2 separate regions of the Rattus norvegicus genome follow, and region 1 is linked to region 2. Evidence: chromatin contacts called from public Hi-C data. All regions are on one chromosome and are shown on one strand. The core of a region is the stretch at or near the end of the contact, and the rest is flanking DNA. Distances in the headings are between cores, read along the strand shown. Region 1 overlaps LOC120098276 (a long non-coding RNA gene). Region 2 holds the start of Sema6a (semaphorin 6A).

Region 1 (5,751 bases), core at 2,238-4,737, 2.6 Mb after region 2:
CTGGTTGGTTTTGCTCAGAACCTAGGAGGTAGGAACTAGCCATTTCTCTAGACCATGCCTCTAGACCACCATTGTCTGTTCATGCTGATCAAGCAACACAATCACCTTTAGCTTAAAACTCCTTTTAAATCAGCTTTAAAATGAGTGCACTTCCACACAGCTTATTATGCATCCTTATTTTCATTAACATATCTCCTATCCCTGATATCCCACATCTGCTTTCCCCATGTATAGCTAAACCTTTAACCTGAAGTATTCCTCCCTATTCCGTCATACCGACTGTGTTCTACTATCCACTCTAATTATGTGTTTGAAATTGGGTTGCAAGACCATAGCTTTCCATATATGTTTTTATATACTTTCCATTTTGGTTAGCCTTGCCCTACACACCCTACCTCCGTTACCACCCCTTCCATCCCTCCCTGCTTGAGCCTTTTCTGCCCCCAGTATTTCCCCATCCCAACTACATTTTACCTATACTTTTCTATCTCTCCTTCCCTAATGGATGCATTGTAAAGACCCATTTCTAATGCCCTGACTTCTACAAATACTTCAGGTTTAAAAAGCAAATGTTGGGAAGCTAGGCTCTCCATATGACAAGGAGCAATTGGTGTTCGTTGCTCTGATATTGGGTGATCTTGTTCAATATAATATTTAAATCAACTATGCTCTCATCTATGAAAAAGTACCGACCTAAGATAAAATCATTTTTATAAAAATCTTTGTAAAAAAATCCCATCTTCTTTTCCCTTTCCTCCTCAAATATTTTTATTCTTAAAATTACTCCTAGACATAATATGAAAATGATAGTCCCAGATGTGGTAGCATCAACCCATCGTCCTAGTACTTGGAAGGCAGAAATAGAACATCTGAGTACAAAAAACAGCCTGGGCTACATAGGACTATCCTGCCTCTACCTAAAGGGGAAAAGCTGTATTGACTCAGGGACTATTAATTGCAATTTTTTTTTTTAAAGAGGACATGAAGTCAAGAGGGAGAGAAGTTAGTATGTCTGGAGGAAACTGGAGTCTGTGTAATATTAAGACATGATGCATATGTGTATAAAATGTTCAAAGGGCAAATAAAAAATATTATTTGAAGAAATAAGAGATGATGGCTACATACCTGCTTTCATAAACTACAAATTAATTCAAAGGGAAACGGGTTTGTCAGAAGGAAAATTATGGAATGACAGCACAGACATCAAAGCGAGGCAAGTTACTGAAAAACCGATGAGTGAATAGCGTCAGGTTTAACGTACTCTGTGGGGTAAATCTTTTAACAGATTTGTCTTCTAAAAGTCTTCACAGTAAGCAACCCAGGAAGCTAAGCTCCTGTGATTAACTTGCTTCTTTGTCCGTTCCTTGCTGTAGTCCAGATCATTAGAACTGATAAGCAGAGCTGAAGGCTCCTGATAACCAGCAACTGCTCTCAGGGGTGCAGAATTCAGAATTTCAGACCCAGTGACAGAAACCTCTACATACGCACATAAAGCCTGACTAGAGTGGGGCTCCAAAATGATGCAGAAAGCCATGTAGTTGGTTTATTTAAGTACGTTTCCCAGAAGTTAGTGCTGCAAGATCATGTTTTGAAATTCCATTTCCTGCTAAACATGTTCATTCTCAATGTTTGCCCATACAAATGACAATTTGGAGACTCTCCAAGCAAAACACAAAAGCAAACAGAGGAAATGAGGAGTATGTGAGAGAAGGAAGAGGCGGAGCTTCAGAGAGGCGGGGCTTCAGGGTTTCACAGCCTCCTTTACGCTCACATTTGTTTGACGGGCTGCAATCAAAACCACTGCTCATTTAGATGTAGCAAAGTTGAGAGCAGGGCTGCTGACATCATCAGGAAAGCTGACTTTGAGGTTAAAATGCTATCCATGGAATACGGAAAGTGGTCCGAAATCTCAGATGAGCCCTTGGTTAGTGGCACACGTTTCATTCTTGGTAGTCTGTTGCTGTAAAATTATAAAAATGATGACACTTGTCCCGGTTCCTGCGAGTTCCCACTTCCAAGATCCGGGTGCTCTGGCAGTTTCTCTGTTACTGCTTTCACACACGGTCCCCTTGGCGGTTGTTACCACGCCTGAGACTCACATATCATTCTGCGGGCTGGCTAGCATGGTCCCACACCATGCTAGCCCCAAGCATTCTATAGACTAGCATGGCTTACTGTCACAAACTCTGTTCACACTCCCAACACTCAGTGAAATCATTACTCAGCAAGCTGGAACCAAACAACCAGATTTATACGTTAAATGCTCAGTGCACAATGCATTCACACAATTAACTTACAACCAATTGATAATATATAATTGCCCACCTAGACACACAAAGAAGCCCTTTACGCATCCATCCGTTAAGAACATTCATAACAACCTGTAAAGGTGCAGAGAGGAATCTTAATGTCAGCCTCCATATTCTCTCCACTGCTTCTCTCCTCCTGTTCCAGTCTCCTCCTCTCTCTAAAACTTTTCTCCTGCCCATCCTTCCTTCTCGTCCAATGACAGGCCTTGTTCTATCTTGTACCTGCCTTCACACATATGACATCATCCTACAGTAGCCCACTGCATTTCATCTCTCTAAACGTAGCTATCTTCCGTAAAAACAGGAATCATGGAGCCAGTGTCACTCTGTGAAGAAAGGCATTCTAAGTGTCTACTATAAGCCCTAAGGAGTCACATAGGCAAGCAGCATCTACACTATCTACAGATGGATTTAAAATCCTCAGTGACAAACTTGAGATTTACTGAGTGAATCAGAGTTTGCTTTTTAAGAAAGTGGGCAAGTGTCATAAATAGTAGACGGAATAACATCTGAGGTCAATGCCCAGCAGCACCACACTGCTGGTCGGCTCCTATCTATACCCATCCACTATTAGACATATACAGACTCTGTGTATAAACATTTAAAATGTGAACAGCCATTTGACCTGTGGGCACATCTAAGTGTCTGAGCAGTGAAGACTCTCGATAAGCAATGGACTAGTGGGGACTGGGGGTCTCTGTGGTAGGTTGGACATAGCAGAAGTTGCAGGTTGTGGACACAGAGCCAAGTATCGCGCGATTGATTTCAAGAGAAAAGGAGAGATTCGTCACTATGTCTGCTAAGTGTGACTTTAAGCTAGACTCAGCACAGCTTTCCCGCGAAGGACCAGAGAGTAGTGTGGATCACATTGACTGTTGCGAGTAACTGGTCCTGCTGCCTTGACACAAAGAGAAATCACACCTTATCTTCTGCTTCTCGAAGAGTGGAGACTCCAGCAGGGTGAAAACCATTCATCTGAACAACCCTCGGTCACAGCCTAGAAAAGAAGGGGATCCAAAATGTTATGACTCCATCAGAGTGAGAAAAGCAAAGTTTCCCTTCCCCTACGTCAGGGATTTGTGGACCATGAGCTCAATCCAGCCTGCAGTCTATTTCTGTACGTAGAATATTGTTGGAACAAAACTATATCTATTCATGTGTGTGTTACCTATGGCTGCCCTCAAGCTCAAACAGCAGATTCCATAGGGCATAGCAACAGCCAATGCCCTCTGTCCCGCAAAGCCTAAGATGCTTGCTATTTAGGTCATTATGGATAAACTGCCTCAGAAAGTTCTTAGCAAGATTTCTTTCAACTACTTCCTTTGGAAAACCGACCTTTGCCAAAGAAGATGCCACAGACAGGCTTCAGAATTTCTTCAGAGTTTCTTGTAGCTTTCAAGATCTTTTTAAGTAAGCACTTTTACTATTAAAGCTATATGGACGGGGTTACTTATTCATGAAGCCGTCCATTTGTTACTTAAAGGCAGCAGTGACTTGGTACCTTTTATATTAAATCTATACAAAGACTATTAAAAGCCCGAAGAAGCAAAGAGCTTGGATAGGAGACAAATACCATCCTTGCTCCACACCTTTGAAATAGTCCCAAGTTGGTGAAGGAAGCTTGGAGAACAGCTGCTAAACAGGGGATCATTTCCCAGAGAATTTGGGCCTGTTTGTGTTAAAGCTTCAAAGGACAGACAGCAAGCACCTTAAGTCCACAAGGCAAACCTCAAACAAACAAAACCTTCCTGCCTTTGAATTCATTGTAACAACAGAAGGAAGAGGCTTCAGTGGTAGGGGTAAAAGCATACATGTGCACACACACACACACACACACACACACACACACACACACACTCCTCTTTGTAATACAATGTTAACAAAACAAGTGCAGCAGTGGATTGCCTAAACTTAGAAATACTACTAGTGCCACCTTGTGCTCAGCGACTGTATTACATGCCCTTTGCATCAGACCTTATTTTTGTCAGTGAAAAGTGTGCATTGTAAAATAGAATCATTGTCCTCTTAGAGAAAGAGAACGGATGGGTTATGTAGAGATTGTCGCACATTAGAGAGATCGTAGATGAAGTGGCCTTTGAACTCACTTTTAAAACACCCATACTTCTTGGGGATAACTGTTTGTACCAGAAAAAAAAAAAAAAAACCAAACAAATATTTCTTACAACCAAACGCTTGAGATTCCTATCAGAATGAAAGATGTGACTGACACAGAGATCTATACCAGTGGTGGCTAAACTTTACTCCCTTCCATTTCAACTCATGCAAGAGACATCAGGCACAGGACAGTTCACAAACAAAACCAGGGTTAAACCACAGTTTACAGCCACTTTGTCTCAACACTAAAGGGAACCATGCCCACTCAACTTGGGACCCAGGTCCTCTTAGCTTAGACTGCTATATTCCTCATGGAATACTTCCAGGAGCCAAAACACAGCAGCAAAGTTGGTTGCAGTTACGTTTTCTGTAGAGATTACATTGTAAGTAAACCCAGCAAGAGCTCGTGTGACCTACTAAGAAAAGCCTTCCACACAGAGTAGAACCCTCCTGCCCAGACCAAGAGCATGCTGCTTTTGCTGCCGGTATCCCAGTCACACAAAAGATAGACAGCCACCTAGGGCATGGCTGAGAGGATTAGAGAACCAGGTTAGGAGGGCTTAAAGCCTGACATGGAGGTGAAGTCCAGCGGGACACACATGAATGCCTGTGGAGAAAGGGATGTTTAGCTGTCTCTCCCTTGGCAGAAATGTGGGCCCCATCTCCCTGTGCTAAATCCTTTTGCTGCTGATTGGAAAACCATTTGACTTCCTGGAAAGTACACCCTCAGAGTTGACGTCAAAGAAGCACAAAAGGAGTCTCTACTGGTCCTCTTTGGACTGAGTCATGATGGCTATTAAACAAGGACCAGGATGTCCTCAGATCGCTGAGGGAAAGACCAGAACTATGTTCACTGTATGGGAATGAATGGCCCATTTCAGACTGTAGACTGCAGCAGGTTCATAGGCTGGAGTGCTAACCCTAAGTGCATGATGAGGTGGACTTTTGGGGGCATAATTAGGTCATCAAGAACAAGAACAGATCCTCTGGGATCTGTCATGAAGAATAAGAAATGCATCCCTATGGGGACTAAAGACATGTATTTTAAAGAAAAATGGTCATACTGTAGGAAAAGCATGCTTCATGAAGCCAATCAGTGGTCCACTGAGCAACTTGCTTTCTGTTTGTAATGTTAGTGAGAATATATTCTGCTTAGAAGACATTATCATCATCGTCATCGTCGTCGTCGTCGTCATCGTCATCGTCATCCTCATCATTATGGGGACTTAATGAACATTACTTCTTTAGTCAAATGGACATCCCCCCCAAACCCCGCTTTCCTGGTGATGAGGCTGAAGTTCAGAAAAGTTTAGTGACTTTTGAAACA
Region 2 (6,609 bases), core at 394-2,893:
AAACAAAGCCCGGAACCTCTGGTGCCAGCAGCGACTGGAGAGTGGATCCCACCAAGAGACAGGGCGCGCAGATGCTCAGGGCCATTACAAGTTTCACGCACTCAACCAAGCCCAGCCCAGACCCCGCACTGATAACAAAAGATCCTCATCTCCTCTCCACCGTGTCCGCACAACCATTTCTCCCACATCAGAGCCTAAACCTGTGGCTGGACACAAAAAGCCGAGTACTCCCCAACCCTTTTTATCCCTCGAAGGCAGAACCCTTTCCCCTTCCCCAGCAATCGCCACCAGGACCAGGCGCTTTAGAGAATCCCACCCTCCAGGGCCGCTCTCCTCCTTACTGGCCCAAGAGTGAGCTCGTAGACTCGGGTAATACACACACACACACACACACACACACACACACACACACACGCACACCCCACTGGGTAGGACAGCCACCCGCTCGGTCTCGGTCCGGGGCGGCGCCGGTGGTGTGCGCGACGCGGGTGAGGAAGCTCCTGACATGGAGCCCGGGGTCTCTGGGGTTCAGGACTGAAAAGAGCTGAAGGCAAGACTCGGGGCTACTCCCCCAAGAAAGGGACAACGCTCAGGAGGCAGAGCCGTGAGACCGAATCAAACACAAGCACTACAAAGCGCACCCGGGGTAACCCCGGGACCCTCACCCCAGCCTGGATCCAGGAGATGGGGCGCCAGGGATGCCATAGCCATACCTTTTCGGTGCATCGACGGGCAGGCGGCCGCGGCTCGGAGCGGACTGGCACGGCGTGTATCCCATTTAGTAATCCATTATCGAGAAGATCTCTCTGGGCCTTGAGCTGCGCTCTTTCCTTCGCAAGCCTTTGTCATTCCTACATGTGTGCTTGTCTCTTTGGGGGCAACAGTCACGGCGATTACTTTCTGGGATGCAAGCGAGCTGTGTTCATCTCCAATGACAGAAGAGGAGGTGAGAGGAAGGCCAAAAAGAATTTTAAAAATAAAAAAACTGAAAAGAAAAGGGGGGAAAACAGAAAAGGAAGAAAACCAGCGAGGACCAGGGTAAATGCTCAAGAAACTCTTTTTCCAAATCCAAATTCCACTTGGATTCACTTCTGAGTCCCCTCAGCTGTGCCAGCGCCCATTAACTAGTCATTTCAGGGCGGGGGGCGGGGTAGGGGTTGAGGCAGAGGTGCAGGGCTCTGGGCGGCTCTGCAACCCCGAGTGCAGTGTCCCGGGTGTGGCGACGCTGGCCGCGGCCGCACGCTCCTAGGCGGGCATCTCGGGCAGTCGGCACCGCGGAAAAGCGCCTCTGCCGCGTCCCGAGCGCCTAGGCAGCCGAGTGCGTGGGGAGCGGAGTTGGCTGCAGCCTCACCCCGCGCGGCTCACTACTCCTGTGTCACTGGAGAGGCCGACGCTCCGGGCGGAGCCAAGTCCCGGACTGGATTGCGCAGAGCGGACTCTCCTCCAGCAACCCCGCCTCCCTGGGCTGGCGTCTCCTCCGACCCTAAGGAGAGCTGTGATGTGTGTGCGAGGGAGGGAGAGGGAGAGGGAGGCAGAGAGCGCGAGCGCAAGCCAAAGGAAGAGGAGACCTGCTGCGGTGCGGCTGCAGGTGGAGCTTTGGGCCGAGTCGACAGCCGGGCTTCCTATCACTTCAACTTCCCTCCCCCGGGGCGCTCACCCGGGAGGTCCCAGCGGGGCGACTCTAGGAGAAGCCCAGCCCCTGTCTCCCCACCCCCACAGCTGCTCTAGCGGGGGAGTGGGGGGGGGAGAAGAAAAAGAAAAGATATCCCAGACAGCATTGCTGAGCCCTGCCAAATCAGAAAAATAAATAAAAATAGACTTGGTGAGGAGCGAGTTACAAGAGTTTCTCCATCGATTTTCTTAAATGGAAAAGTTTTAAAAAGAGTCGGCGAATCTTTCTATTTCTGATTACTGTATGAGGAGGTTGGTTCTGGAAGTGATGGACCCTCTTCCTACCCAGATGAATTAGATACAAGACGATGTGGTTAAAAATAGTTCCTACACACACTCGGTCATAACATTCGCTAAATAAGCACATAAACTACTGTGCTGAGAACGTGGTTAAAGACAGCGATCTGTTTTAAACTATCTTAGTTTCAAAGTCCGCAGTGAGGATTGTTCTTAGAAATGAGTAAACTTTAGAAATAAGACTCAAACAATACCAAAGGGAGTCCAACAGCTTCTTGGAAAAGGGAAATCGCAACCATTTCCAAGGTTCTATTGTTATGAAGCATGAAGAATGGCAGGCACGGCCTCTCTCCGCTGCTTGGACTTACAATAGGCAAGAAGTCTTGCAGTTACGGGCTTGTGCCAACTAGTCAGGCCGCACCACAGTCCCCTCCCCCAGCCGCGGCGCTCTCGCGGCCGCGCCGGCTGCGCCCCGCAAACAACTGCGCGCCAGGGCTGCTGCTACCAGAGTAGGTCTCGCAGATGGTGCCCACCGAGGCCACAGCTTTCAAAGAAAGTAACGCCGGGTGGCCGAGCATTTCCCGGAGCAATCTGTACTGCACGTTAGGTCAGCGGAGAAAAGCCAGAGGGGAGGAGGATCGGAGTCTCAGACCCAGGTTGGCTGAGAAGCTTCATATTAGAAATTGTACCTATTCCCCAATTTGGGGCTTGATGCCACTAAGTCCGCGTTCCCTGCTTTGCGTTCTTGTGTGTGCAAAAATCTGCTCATGAGTGCTCAGGAAAGAAAAACGACTACGTGACAACGTCCTCAACATCTCCCCCGCCCTTGGGCTTTTTTCCTCTAACAAAACCACCTGGGGAAAGGGTGGGCCGAATGATTAAATGGGAAAATCAATTCTGCTGTTCTCCTAAACTACCAGCAGGGGCTGCTATCCCCACCCTTCCCAGACCAGCAAAAGCTGATACAGATCCGCCGTGGTTGGGGGCGCGGCCCTAGGTGCGCGCGCAGCGCCTGAGGCTCTGGGCGCGACTCTGGAATATTGAGGATGGGAGGTGACTGTCTTGTTCAGGCTTTGGAGGCTTGGGTGAGGGCTGTCTCCAAGTGTCGTCCTCCTAACTCTGGGGCTTTGTGGGAAAAGCTCTCTTGGCGGAGACTTCTCTAACACCCAGATTTAGGCTAAAGATGGACAGACTCAGGGGCAATCGGTTCTTCGTCCCGCATCTCCACCCCGTGCTGGTGGCCAACGCTCCCTCTTCGCTACCCACGCCTGATTTACATGCTAATTATGTCTGGGAAAAGTTCTTTAATTGGCAGAATTAGGCAGAGCAAACGAATTGTTTCACAGACAGAACCAAATTAATTCCGGTTTAGCTCCTTCCCTTGGAGAAACAAACAATTAAGCTGTCTTGTTTGCTTTATGGATATATTGGAAGTGCCCCACATCGTGTTTCAAGATATTGTTTAAAGGGTAATTATTTTCAATATTAATACTCGCATGTTTAACTTGTAGTAACACCGAGCCATGAGGAGAGAGATTAAATTTACCTAATTTAAAAATCGTGGGATACAAGAGGGAAAGAATTTGAACGTGCTTTTGACCATAAAGAAATACCACCCAGAATCTTCCTGGCAATTATTAGATCCTAAGGGCTCACTATCCAATTACTCGCCCGATGTTCTTACCACGTGATGCTACTTTACACCTGCCAGAGAAAAGATGCTCTAGGAACCAGGAAAAGCCAACCATAGAAACTTCATGATGCCGGTTCCCCTTCACTGTCTCAGACTCTACCAAAAGCCAGATTTAACTTTTCAACAACAGCTCTGCCCCTCCAAAGCTCTTAGAGTCTGCAATTTACCCTGATAGTCAAGAGAAAGAGCCAATGAAAGTAAAAAACAAAACAAAACAAAACAAAACCCACACAGAACGTTAGAATTAAAAAAACAAAAAGCAGAAAACAGCTCATTTTATAGTTTAGTAGCACGGTGGAAAGTTTCAGGAGGCCACCAGGGGTTAGATAACATATTAGCTGGTTATCCCGGGCAAATCACATCTTTCTGGAGCCACAGTTGACTTACCTGTCCCAGGGGTTCCTAATTTACTCCCCTCTCAGGAATGTTGTGGACTAGCCAGTATGAACAGAGAATCTAGGACACTCACTGCCTAGTAAGCATTAACAAGCATATCTGTCATCGTCCACATGAGTCCTTAGGTCACATTTTATAGGGGTCAGATGGAGGCCCAGAGGAAAGAGGTGACTTCCTGTCAAGAATGAGGTCAGGGCTAGAAGCTACCTGGAGTGACTTTCTTCAAGAGATGCTTACGTGACCACATCCACTTCCCTCGTATTACTTAAAAAGGTTTGTGTGTGCATGTGTGTGGTGTGTGTGTGTGTGTGTGTGTGTGTGTGTGTGTGTGTGTGTGTGTGTGTGTGAAATAAGACTAAAAAAGGTAAACTCACCCCGCTTACCTTTAAAGAACATATCTAGACATTTGATGAGAAGCTCTGGTGCTTTAAAATAAAACGCCTGGGAGAAAGGGCTGGCTCTTCTGACCCTGTTGGTATGAAATCCTGGGGGAGTCAGGAGAGCCTAGTTTGGGGATGAGAAACCTGTCCAGATCCCACCCATCTTATCCAAACTTCTTTTCTGTTTAAATCTGTGCTTTCAAAATCCACTTGCTATTAAACCGCTCCCCCACCCCCACCCCAGTGTCTTAAAGGATGCAAATGCTCAGGTGTCAAAGATTTAAGTTTTAAGTTTTTCAGGGGGAGGGGGGATGGGACCTGGGCCTGGGTGTTTGTTGAACCCACACACACACTGCACACCCACACCCCCGAGACAATTCTAGTGTGCAGTCTCACAGAACCATTGTGACACTGCAGCCTGGGTGTGTTCTGAAACCTTGTTTTCTCCAGGACCCAGTCTCTGCTCCTCCTCCCCCTCCCCCTTCCCCTCTCCCTCCCCTTCCCCTCCCCCTCCCCTTCCCCTCTCCCTTCCCCCTTCCTCTTCCCCCTTCCCCATTCCCCTTCCTCTCTCCAGTTTCTTGGCTGCTCTGTCAACACCTAACTCATTAGTCAGCCCTGAATTATGTTAAGCTCAACCTTCCCTGCTCTTGCATTGAACAGCTGTATGACAATTATAATGGTTAATCTTGACTGTCAGTTTGGTGGGATCTAGAATTACCGAAGAGACAAACCTTTATACAGGTCTGTTGCTTCTACCTTTGACCCAGATATGAACAGCTCTGAGGAGAAAGCAGTGCCTTCGATTTTTGATGGTGAATGCATCTGTTGTTGTCGCTGCTGCTGCCATCCCTTGGTAACACTAGGCTCAGAATCTTCAGTCTTCCAACATGGATTGACAATCAGTAACTCTTCGGGAATCTTCCAGGCCATCAGTAGTCATATTGGGACTACTGAAACATTCAGCTGCCTGAGGCTGGCCATGGTTGGACTATGCAGGCCCTACTGTGCTTGGGATACTGTGCTTGGAACATTGGGATATGTTTTGTGCCTGTTCTCTCACATGGTGGAAGCATTTCTCACAACAGGAAGCCAGTCTCTTCCCATGTTCTGCATTGTTGACCCATTTTCCAAAATTCAGCCCGATCTACTTTAGTCCCTTTTTTTGGATCTCCCCATCAATATGTAAACATTGTCTGTCAACTTACAAACAAGCCATCCATGGGCCCTCCATTCCTTTAGGCCACTCTTTCCTCTCTTCCAAAAGCAAGTGTCATCAAAGATAGTCAAAGATCACCTTACCCATTTGCTTGTTTGTTCCTTCAGTGTCTGTCTCCTATTATATAGTACAGTTTAGAGAAAGCTCATGGGCTTCTGAGTAGAACGTGTATCGTGCAGTGCTTAGGTATAATGTTCTGTCGATTTCTGTTGGGCTCTATGAAGTATTTTAGTTCAAGTGTTTCTCTGACTAATTCTGCTGAGATGACCTATCTATTGATGAGAGTGTGGCACTAAAGTTACCCACTATTTTTGGCAATCCCTCAATAAGACTTTCCCTGAATTCATCAGTTGCATCCAATGCAGTGTGTATTTTAAGGTTTTCATTTAACTTGAATTCTCAGCAGAGTGGAGATAGTTATTTTTCCTTGTGAAATGGAAGCACTTTCTGTTCTTGCCTTCTGTGACACACCGCGGGTTGGTTCCCCCAGTTGCCTGCTTCTCTTCCTACTTCTCCTTCCAGAGGGGGATGGGGGGGGGGACCAAAAGTTACAGAGTTATTGTTAACATCTTTTACCACTCAAAATTAACAATTGTTTTAAAAATTGTCGTATTTGTTTCCAATCGTTTTCTTTTTCTCTTCCCCCCACTTACCCCCCACACACTTTTAAGAAATAAGACATGGTTACATATTTTAATTTTCTGGCTGGAGAGACGGCTCAGTGTTTACCCACACTTACTACTCTTCCTGGATCCGTGTGTGTGTGTTCCTAAAAAGCTGGACTCCCCATTTCTATGTAAGACCTGTCTACATACTTCTGCTTGCTACTTCCCTTCCCCTTCTTCCTGGCAAAAATCCCTACTCATCCTTCACGTATCAGCATCAAATATCCTACTTCAAGAAGGTTCTCTCGTTCTCTCTCTCTCTCTCTCTCTCTCTCTCTCTCTCTCTCTCTCTCTCACACACACACACACACACACACACACACACACACACACGTCTCATTATTTATTCAT

What was found. Hi-C and Micro-C count contacts between places; a contact is called where the count stands out from the background.
Region 1: a Hi-C map of frontal cortex shows a contact between it and region 2, with 2.3 times the contacts expected there. The contact joins the enhancer-like site here to the promoter of Sema6a in region 2. A contact is called at or near these places in 1 of 12 Hi-C or Micro-C datasets (frontal cortex) and 1 of 1 datasets of contacts at active chromatin or transcription factors (oligodendrocytes).

The regions. Positions count from the first base shown.
Region 1 is chr18:44,919,809-44,925,559 of GRCr8, forward strand. All of the region lies in intron 2 of LOC120098276 (a long non-coding RNA gene), which reads left to right. Among named protein-coding and RNA genes, the nearest start is that of Dtwd2, 170 kb to the right of the region's middle. Within about 2 kb of position 3,488, at least 9 of the 93 cell types and tissues checked have an H3K27ac peak or open chromatin away from gene starts, as enhancers often do.
Region 2 is chr18:42,356,897-42,363,505 of GRCr8, forward strand. It overlaps Sema6a (semaphorin 6A), which reads right to left and starts at 1,644. Exons shown (of 19, transcript NM_001108430.2): 1 at 714-1,644.